2 separate regions of the Sus scrofa genome follow, and region 1 is linked to region 2. The links are chromatin contacts, called in public Hi-C maps. All regions are on one chromosome and are shown on one strand. Each heading gives the region's core, a stretch centred on a gene start, on an enhancer-like site or on the middle of the called end of the contact. The rest is flanking DNA. Distances are from core to core; before and after follow the strand shown. Region 1 overlaps LOC106504333 (a long non-coding RNA gene). Region 2 has its middle 620 kb from the start of ID4.

What was found. A called contact is a pair of places that touch in the nucleus more often than the background predicts.
Region 1: a Hi-C map of skeletal muscle shows a contact between it and region 2, with 3 times the contacts expected there. The contact joins two enhancer-like sites. A contact is called at or near these places in 2 of 47 Hi-C or Micro-C datasets (heart right ventricle and skeletal muscle) and 1 of 2 datasets of contacts at active chromatin or transcription factors (skeletal muscle).

The regions. Positions count from the first base shown.
Region 1 is chr7:14,742,057-14,747,669 of Sscrofa11.1, forward strand. The region is part of intron 1 of LOC106504333 (a long non-coding RNA gene); the gene reads left to right. Among named protein-coding and RNA genes, the nearest start is that of ID4, 540 kb to the right of the region's middle. Within about 2 kb of position 1,760, at least 15 of the 83 cell types and tissues checked have an H3K27ac peak or open chromatin away from gene starts, as enhancers often do. A contact at or near this core is called in skeletal muscle, where this site is marked.
Region 2 is chr7:14,664,006-14,669,268 of Sscrofa11.1, forward strand. No RefSeq gene overlaps it. Among named protein-coding and RNA genes, the nearest start is that of ID4, 620 kb to the right of the region's middle. Within about 2 kb of position 3,821, at least 17 of the 83 cell types and tissues checked have an H3K27ac peak or open chromatin away from gene starts, as enhancers often do. A contact at or near this core is called in skeletal muscle, where this site is marked.

The sequences.
Region 1 (5,613 bases), core at 510-3,009, 76 kb after region 2:
GCTAGGGGTCAGATTGGAGCTTCAGCTACCAGCCTACACCACAGCCACAGCTAGGCAGGATCAGAGCTCATCTAAAAACCTATCCCACAGCTTACTGCAGTGCCAGATCCTTAAGCCACTGAGCAAGGCCAGGGATCAAACCTGCATCCTCATGGATACTAGTTGGGTTCTTAACCCCCCCAAGCTACAATAGGAACTCCTGCATTAGAATTTGGAAGTATCAAAAATAGAAAAACTGAGGGCTATTTCAGGCAAACCCTAAATTTTATGTTCCCTCCCTTATGCTTTATTTTTTTTGAAATTATATTAATAATATTTATTATTCCAGCAGCCACAAATAGGCTAAGACAGAAAATTATATAAACAGATTAGGGTGAAATTACTGAGCTATGAGCCTAGAAATATGATTTCTCAGGTTGTGTGATCTCAGTCAAGACTAGCCACATATCTTTAAAATGATAGTGTTTGGCTTGATGTCATCTGGTGTCCTGGCTAGTTCAAAGTTTCCTCTGAGCTCTTGACCTAGCAAAAAGAAGAAAGACAGAAGAATAATGATTTTTGATGATGATTCCAAAAGAGCTTCTGAGTGTTTGCCTTATTTGAACTTATTTTCCCATTTCCAACGACTGGTGATGAGGCTTAAAGGCCACATACTGAAAGGATTTGGGGAAATATTTTGAATATTTATATAAACTGATGAAATATTATATAAATATAAAATATGTTTATACTGGAGATAATCTTGAAGGAGAGGCTTGGAAAACAGACGTCTGGATGGACAGATGTAGGGAAGGAACACATTTCGATGGGAACAAGATAGTCAGAGGAGTGAATACATAGAAATGAAAGTGGCGTCTCCCAGGAGGAGTGAGAAGAAAAGCATCTTAGATCAGAGGGACTGCACTAGCGGGAGGTGGGATCAGAAGAGTTGTGAAGCATCCACACTTCATAGATGTTCAGACTGAAGAAGATAGACTTTTCTTGATAGTTAATGGGAAGCTAGCAGTGGGAAAGGATTACAGGAGGCTACTTAGTCCTTTGGGAAGAACAAACAAGGGCCAGTTGGGAAAACTGATTAAATGAGAGAAAAGACAAGTAGCAAGAGTCAAGGTAGACATCTATTGCAATTGTATAGGTGACGACCTAAAGCATTAGACATGGAAATCATCTAATGCTTGAAGGAGCTCCTTCAGTAACTCTCTCTTCTTCTTTCCCCTTTCCCTTCCTGATCTGAATAAGCCTCTGGGTAATGAGGTAATGCTGAGAAAATTATGCTTTCAATCACCAAGCCAAAGAAATTATCCCAGCCCCTAGTGGTGGTCTTTGGTTGGATGACAGAGTTGATTTTGTAGCTTGTCTCATGGAGGCCTCTGGGAAAATCATTCCATGGTGTGACCTTTTGTTTTCACATGATTATGGAGATATGACCCACATCCCCACCCTGAGTTCAAAAAGAAACAAATCTTCTTCATTACTTTGTTGGCTCGTCTCATGGTCTCATGTCCTGATCTCAGCCAGTTTTTTGGTTTTTTTTTTTTTTTTTTTTTTTTTTTTCCAGGGTCTCCTTCTATCTGCTCTCCTCCCACGATAATAGTCTTGTATGTTTTGTTCCCTGGGAGCCAAAGACACACTCTTTATGTGGTGAAAAGAGTAGATTCACCAAAGTCACTCTGGACTTGCTGTCCAGAGCCCAGTGACGATAATAGTTCCACTATCTAAAAGAAAAATATGATTCTACCACAAACACTCCCATGATGATTCAGCCCTAACTCTTGCCAGAGGGAGGGCTGCGCCATTTTTTTCCCTCTCCCCAGCATGCAGGCTGCTGTGAAGAAGCATCTGCTGTCTAATTCTTTTCTATATTAGGATAAAATGTTTTTTGGCTTGCTGATTTCAGGCCCTTAGGAAAAGGGGGAAAAAAGAGTTTCTCATAAAGTCTTCATTGCACAACCAATTGGTCTGTGTCCTGGGAACCCCAGGCGTATATTCAAAGACTGAGTCCCAAGAGCAGCAGCTCAAAGATGATGGGTCAGGAGCTGGATAAGATGTGCTCACTCTGGGGGTACAGATGGTATCTATTTAGCTAGCATTTTCCCAAATAATGATTGCTTTAACCCCAGATCATTTTAACCAGCTTCTTATCACATTTGGAAGGGCCAGCTTACTTTTCCTAAAGATTAACCAGACACAGCTTTTAATTTTCATAGTTCAAGTAAGGGATGGGAGAACCAGCTGAAAAGAGTGTGGTCTAGGAATAAAAATACTCATTCAGAGTTTGACATGTCCTTGAGAATATGTCTGAAAAGTAACCAGAGGGAGAAAGCATGGGGCAGTGTTTTCCTTTCTGTTCCTTCTGTGTGCCCCGCCCCCCACCTCCACATTCAGGGCTGCTTTTGATGAATGAAAACAAGGGCACAATGCCTACAACAAGATTCCTGGCCCAGATCAGGGGCTGGAGACTAGGGAGGTGAGAATACTGAAGGAAGCATCAACCTGTTGAAGGCTGCTGGCCTTTCCATCTCATGAGAAAACTAGATAGGAAAGTCTAGGGTGAAAAAAAAAAAAAAAAAAGAAAGATTGTATTTGTCTCTCTTCCTCTTGTCCTTTATCTTTCTGTGTGCCAGTTACCTGGCTTGCTCAGCAAGTGCTGGCAAGCTTCACTGCACCCCTAGACACCATTCAGAAGTGAACTGGGAAGCCCAAGCTCTCTTCTGGAAATCAGTAACATCCATAGGGCAATGAGCTATGCTTTGGTTTGTTTTTGTAGTATACTTGTAGTAATAATAACAATTCTCATTGCTTTTGTTGCTATGATTTTGTCAAACTAGTCAGTGTGATATATTTCTTATTACATTATGAATGCCCTCATGGACACGGGGCTATAGCTGTTGAGCATGCTTTAAACAAGCTAACCTCATATATCTCACTGCTTGCCATTTAAGGACCAGAGAGAATGTAACCTCCTTTTTTGTTCAATAAGATAGATTTTAAAGCCAAAGTGAGGCATGTCACAATCAAAAGGACTTACTTTTTTTATTTTTTTTTTTGTTATAGTTGATTTACAATGTTCTGTCAAACTTATTTTCTTTTTAAATCAAGATGATAGAGCAAGAAGCTATTAATTAAGTGATAGATATACTTCTTCAGAAAGCCCATACTTTATGTTTGTAGTCAGAAAATACTAATTCTCAGAGTTTTTGCAGTGCAGCTCTCCAAAGACTTCCCTTTTGGTTGTGGGCAATTCATAGATATCAGCTTCTTGCTCCCTGGTTAAGGTTGATGGGCCAGGGAACAACTTTTATTAGGTTTCAACACATCTGTGGTACTTAAATAAGAGATTGAAACAGGCACTTGTTCTGTGCTGTAGGGTGATAAGTTGCATTAATTTTTATTTTAGTCTGTCTCCAAACATGGCTTTTATAGACTAATAAAAAAGCAATTTTTATAAGTTCACAAAAAACAATGAACACAGTCGAGCATAAATATCTTACAACCCCAGCCAGAGGAAAATTATGAACTAAAAAAATCTGCTGAAAGTGGCACAAAAGCACAGTACCTAGATGCTTCATTCTCAAGGTAAATTAAACTCTCACCTAAATGGAAGATTCTTCAATGTGAATTTCCACCAGCAATTCCTCCCTGCTTTCACCCCCTGCAGTCAGAACTCTGTCACCCACCCCTTCACTAATATATACCCATCACACTCTTTGCAATCTGCCTCACAAACTCAGCTCTTTGGGGGTAATATTATCTATTAATACAAGTCCTCACATTTCTATGTAGGTATAAGTATATTCAGAATATGCTGGGAAACACTAAAACCTTAGTCAAAAATCTCTCAGGAAAATTACTCCATTGTTATATCTCTGGAGAGGCGTTTTATAAATGTGTGGGCAGAATCTCTCAGACAATAAAACATAAAAGTATTCTTTGAATAACCCTCTTATCAAAGTTATCCCTGATGGTTTTTATATACTGGTAGCTCCTACTTGGTTACATAAGTTTAATGCTATGTGCAATACATGAGCTCAATTAATATTTAACATTACGTACCCAAAATTTTTCCCAGAAGTTAAAAAAAAAAAAAATCCATGACTCATCCATATCTTTTGTTTACTTAGTGCCAAACATCTGAATTATGGGCAACTTCCAGACGACTAACCATGATACTGACTTTTGATTCTGCCAGTCTGGGCTCATGAGATTATTACCCTTTAAGTGTGGTGCATAAATCCTTGTTTTCACTACTTCAGTAAATTTTATGCACAGCCACATAATTAGCCTGACTTGAAGACTTCCCATTCCTTTAATACTCCATGCGAAAAGGAGAAGAAGCAAGTCAGCAGACAAATAAAGCACTTAAGAATTTTAATTTTAATACAACCTGTTACCTTAGACAAAGTCTGTTGACCTTCTTAACCTTGAATTGGTTGAACTTTCCTAACATAGTTATCATTATTGAGGTGTTTTCCTTGTTTCTTTGTTGGAAAAATAAAAGCAGCACCTCGAATTAAGTTAGAGATCCTACTCATAAGGCACCTTTGTATTTGACATTGTCTCCACTCTGTACCCTTAGTGGAACCGTGTGGGAGGTGGTGGAATTGGAAGCTCTTCCCAAAATTTCTATAGCGGGGATCTGAGTTCAAGAGTACTTGCATGAAAGCTGGCTTTACTACCAAGTACATAATTTTATGTAAGTTGCATGTGTATTTTAAGAAGCTTTGGAGGGATTTCTGGCAATAATGTGGAAAATTGTATTACTTAAGGTGATTCTAGCAGCTAAAACTAACAAATTCCAAAATCTCAATGGTTTAACAAAATAAAAGTTTACTTTTTATTCACATAACAGCCTAATGCATATTTCTGGTCAAGTTACTTTTTTCTAAGTACTAAGTCCTGACCCAGGTTCCTTCTATCCTGGAGCTTAGACTTCTTTAACAAATGGCTTCTAAGGACATCAAGTTTCAGCATCAAGCTATGAAAGGGGAAGAGGAAGAATATATCTGAATAGATCCAGCCTCGAAGTAGCATATCTGCTTGTCTGGGACTCATGCACATGGCTACATTTAGCTGCAAGGTAGGCTGGGAAAGGTAGTCTAGCTGTGTGTCGAGAAAAATTTTAAATGGGTTTGGTGATCAGCTAGCAATTTCAACTGCAAACTCTAGCTCCAGCCTCCAAGTCTTCCCTTGATAATGCCACTGGAAGGAATGTGAGGCGTAAACGTTAGCATCAAGCTTCCATCTTCCAAGTACGCACCTTAGAGGTTAGCAGTGAAGGCTATGAGATTCCCCAAAAGCCCAGCAGCTGTGAAGAGGCCTCCCCCCTGAGTGTCTCCTGTCTATCATGCGCTACTACACTTCCTGATTCCATGCCTCTTTAGGAATCACCAGCCACTAGGGATGATATTTAAAAGATGGGACTCATACACAGGAGTTATATTTCAAATTGCCAAAATTGAGTCTTCTCATTTCCTTTTCCTTCTGACTTGGCGTTGATTTTCATCTTGCTTGAATGGGCTTTGTAATTCTGCCAAGGTGGAAGTTCATATTTGCAACTTTTTTTTCCTTCATTTCAAAAGAAAATGAAAGCTAAAAAAGTCTGATTAATTTTCA
Region 2 (5,263 bases), core at 2,571-5,070:
TAAAACAAGGAGTTATGTGCCAGGAATATTGGTCAAAGACCAAATATATATTTCTTATTATAAATCACAGTATCATAATAGTAAAAGTGCATCAATAATCAAAATAGTTAAAAACAAAATAGTTATCAAGTAGGAGAAAATAACTTTATTTTTATGTAATTTCTGTCTTTTAACGTGTCTAAGTGTATCTCCATTTCCTTCCTATGATTTTTTTTTTTGAGGTGATTCCAGACTTTCCTCATCATTTTAGACTATTTAATTGCATATTGTTCACTTTTAGGAAGCAAAAAAATTCTTAGCAAGTTTAAATCAAAATAGCAGTCTCACATCTAATTTGATTCCAGTGTCTTTCTTTTGACATTTAGGCCAGACACACTGCTTGCTCTAGCCTGCAATAGGACACAGGCCATGAACTCAACTTTCAGATTTCCTTCTTCTTCTTCCAAGCCTTTATTTAGTTGCTCTTTTCTGTTTGTTGGTTTTGTTTTGTTGGTTTATTTATTTATTTATTTTCTCGTAGTTCTGTCTTGGCTAATAGTAAACGACTAGTGTGTTCTCCATTATAGCAAGCTTCTAAATGGTGCTTTCTCATGTATAACTTTTTTTTTTTTTCCTTTTTGAGTTCTTCAGCCAATATCTCCAAACATTGTTCACTGAGATTGTTCCAGATCATTGCTTCATGACACGGCAATGTACTTTCCAGCTGACCTAGAATGACATCCTTTCAGCCTTTGTCTTCAGGGATCCATCCTGTTAGGATCCCCTCTCTCCCAGAGGCATTTTAAAAGTATGATGCCATAAAGACAGCTCAAGCTCACTTGGTCTAAAAGGAAATGCATGCCTTGTTTTCATGCCAGACTGTGGGTAGTCTCTCTCTTCTTTGTCTTTCCATGAAAGGCAGTTGCAGCCAGCCATGTATCTTCTGATTTTCCCAGCTTGGCAGCAGATCCCAATATCTATTTTTATAAACACTATCAAACTTCAGGGAACACGCATAAATTCCTCCTAGATGGCAAGTGCTCTGAGGCCTCCCTCATCCAAATTTGATGCACTGAGTAAGGCTTAAAAGTCTGCATCTTGAAAATGTTTGATTTCAGAGGTTGATCTGGTTTCTCTTGGTTTGCAGACCTTCAAAGTCTCAGGGAGCCTCCCTTTCTTAGTTAGTGGGGAGAGCCTTCCTTCCCTTCTTCATATGCATTCCCCCTAGTAATAGTACTCGCTACTAGCTTGGTAATTCTCTCCTTCCACAACTTACCTTTCTCCCCAGGAACTCCTGTCTTTTGCTTATATAGAATGGATGGGAGAGGTGAAAAGGAAAAAGTGGTTCCAATCTGATCACTTCTTAAGAAATCTTCAGGGGAAATCTCTTTGGCTGCTCTTTAGGACATAGAGTCATTTATTGACAGAGATATTCAATACATTTAATGGCACCATGGCAGACCCTTGTCATGGATTCAGACCACAAGTTTACAGCAGTATTCTGGAAAGGCCTTGGTGATCCAGGATCTAGCATCATTTTGATGGATCATTTAAAAATCAAGGGGGTTCAGGGGAGAAGCCAAGGTGGTAGAGGGGTAAAGCTCAGGGAATTGTCTCTTTACCAACTGCCCATAATTATTTCTACATTTTAGCTACCAGGTGATTATCAGCCCTTCCAATGGCCAGTTATTCTTGGGATTGAAGCTTGAGTTATGGTTTAAGAAATAATAAGAGGGAGTTCCCGTCATGGCTCAGTGGTTAATGAATCTGACTAAGAACCATGAGGTTGAGGGTTTGATCCCTGGTCTTGCTCAGTGGGTTAAGGATCTGGTGAGCTGTGGTGTAGTTCACAGATGCAGCTCGGATCCCGCGTTACTGTGGCTCTGGTGTAGGCCAGTGGCTACAGTTCCAATTTGACCCCTAGCCTGGGAACTTCCATGTGCTGTGGATGTGGCCCTAGAAAAGACAAAATATACATATATATATATATATATATATATATATGAAAAGTCCTATTCCACATCTTATTACATTTGAGCTGATGGGGCCAGTGTCCAAAATTTTTTTTGATAAAAAGAATGTAACTGAGTTAAGGAATGAGCCTTGGAAAGAAGAACACACAAAGACATGGCGTAAAAGGAGAGGAAATCAAAACAATGTGATATCCAGAAAATAAGAACTATCTTAAAGTAGGCCATTGAAGTGGGAGGATAAGGAGACTGAAGGCGAAGGGAACATCCTTGTGTTGATTGGCTACCTTCATAAGAAAACTCTTAGGAGGGTGGTGAAGGTGAAACGAGAGGAGGACAGGAGAGCAGAGGGGGAGTTTCCATCATGGCTCAGTGGTTAACAAACCCAACTAGCATCCATGAGGATGTGGGTTGGATCCCTGGCCTTGTTCAGTGAGTTAAGGATCTGGCATTGCCGTGAACTGTGGTATAGGTCACAGACGTGGCTTGCATCCCACATTGCTGTGGCTGTGGTGTAGGCCAGCGGATATGGCTCCAATTCAACCCCTAGCCTGCCTGGGAACTTCCATAGGCCTCAAGTGCAATCCTAAAAAGACAGAAAGCAAACAAACAAAAAAAAGCAAAAAAAAAAAAAAAAAGAGAGAGAGAGCAGAGGAGTGGAGATGAGGAGATGAGTGTGGCAGATTCAGACAAGTCAAGTGTGGATTTGAACTTGATGAAAACAAGTTGAATGGTAGTGAGAAGCATGTATAGAAATTTGCTTGTTTGAAATTTGCTGCTGTTATTTTTAATAACTTCAGCAGGTTTAAAGGTAGAAGAATTGGAACAGGTGGAGAAAAAAATGTCTGTGACTATGATGAAAATATGGTGCATGGTCTCCTACATGGAAAGACTTTATCTAAAGCTCACACAGATTAAGGTGTTGGTTTCCCTTTCCTGAAAGTCTATTTAAGACTCAATGATGGCCCCAAAGTAGCCACTTGGTGTGAAAAAAGAATGAGTATGAGCAAAAGCGGTAGCTTAAGCCAGTAAACTCCTGTCTTCTGAGGAAAATAGAAGGCAAAAAGATCATTGAGAGTGGCAGAGTGAAAAGAAAAAGAAAAAAGGTCTAGAATATTTAACACAGGGTACAGGAGATTTGTAAAACTGAATTATTCATCTCTAAGGTACGTTCTAGCTTCAGCTGGAAAGTAGGTTGTTAGGACTGGTGGTTGTGAACAGACCTGTATGTTTTAAGGCTCAGGAAAATGAATGTAGAGAGAGATGGTACATTTAATTCAAGGAGTGGAACTGCTATGGCTGAGTGGTTAGGCATGGCTAGAATGAGCAATGGAAAGCAGAAAAGAACTAAGTGTCTACGGCCAGGCATGGGAGTGAACCCATGGATTGGACAGGAAGAGGCATGAAGTTCTGAGTAAATGGTAGGCTCTGTTTAAGTCGGAAACTGATCATGTAACTGTAAAATAAGAAGAGGGATTGACATAGTGGTTATTCTTTTGAAAGGGAAACAGGTTCCGCAGATGTCGAGGATCTGCTAGGCCTCACTGAATTGTGACTGGTATGAGAAGTCGGGAGGGAGTAAAGTCTTCACTGGTTTGGCTTTTGATCTGAAATAAGTTTCAACAGTGTGATATGCTAAGGAAATAAAGAGGAGCAGCCCTGGAATGGACAAGAGTAAAGCCACACGGACAGATGCAAATATGTGTGTGTTCACTTGCTTTTGAAAGAAAACATTTTGTTTTCAGCAAACAGCTTGCATCTTGTGCTTCCTTGATTTTTTAAAAGGAAAGTACACACACAAAACAGCCTGTCACTGCTGGCTTCACAGAGAAGGAAGACAGGGCCTTGAGTGTTTTCCAGTAACCAGCTCCCTAAGCTGGTTCTCACACGAGAAAGAAACTCAGAGTAACAAAAGGTGCCTGTGAAAGGTTCTTTTAGACTAAAATTTGGTGGAGATTAAAAGAGGGCAAAAGTTCAAATGAAAAGGAGCCATTGCCAAGTAAGCAGGAATCTTAGCCAAGGGGAAGGAAAGGGAGACACTGGTTTAAAATGCAAGTAACCATGGCGAGCCAACAGCTCAATGCTAGAATCTGGTTAAGAAGTAATATCACACAGAGCCCTGATTGTTTATTCAAAGCAGGCCATGAGAGAACAGTTGTCTCCAATGGGTACTCTCACAGCTTGGATTCAAAATTATAAGTGCATTTTTAAAAGCGTCCAGTGCTTCTCCCTGACCCATTTGGTATTAAGCAAAAAGAAAAGAAAGCACAAAGTTTATTCTCAGTGTCTCTTGTGGGTTTAAGACAGCTTTACATATGGAAAAGCATTTTGGTGTCAGCTGTTGAACTGGTTTCCTGCTATTCTCCTCTCAGTTGCCATTGGAAACTCTGCCTGACTGTGTGGTAAGATCACCCATTTCCCAAGGTTCAGAAACCGATGCTCCTCTAAAGGGAAGCAGAACATTTCTTTCTTTACATGTTCATGTTGTACTTTGCCCCTGATTCTGAGTAAGAAGGGCTTGCAAACAGCTAAAGGACTGTGAAAATAAAGATGAGGTATTGAAATACAAGATAAAGATAAACCTAATATAATGAAACAAGAAGCTTCGCAATGATCAGAAACCCACCTTCACATTCATGCCAATCTGTCCATTCTAGATGGTCCATTTGCTGTCATTAATACTGTATACAGTGGTGCTAGAGGCTTCCATCCTTCCATGTAAATGAAATGTCTATGCAGCAATGATTTGCAGAAGGGAAGAAGGATCCTGAGCCATTGAAATTTATGCAAAAGCTTCCATGTCATTCAGCATGTGCATTTTTCTGGGAGTATCTGTCCATAATTTTCCTGAGATTTTCAAAATGGTCCATGATCCTAAAAGCATTAAGAACCAATAAACTGAAGTGTCATCAAATAAAGTACATTGGCTATACTCAGGCATATGGAAAGAATGTAGTGTAATAAATTTGATTGTTACAATATAGTAACATGGTCTGTGCACTTGGAAAGCTTTCTTCCTGATTAATGGATACAACCCAGTCAAGGAGAGGAAATTTTCAAGAGGAGATTGACTGCAGGAAGCTGAGAGAACTCGTCTCCCAGTCCTGTCCAGGCAGGAGGATCATCTTCTAACTCTCAGTGTCTGTATTCTGCTCTTTGCAAGTCTTGAGCCATTAGGGAATCAATCTGAGAGCTGTAAGAGAATCTATATTATAGTCAGGAAGCGAAAAGTGTGTTTCAGAGCTCAACCTGATGATTCCACAGACCAATCTGGAGGAAAAGGGAAGGACAGCCTAATCATGTGGTCTCGTCAA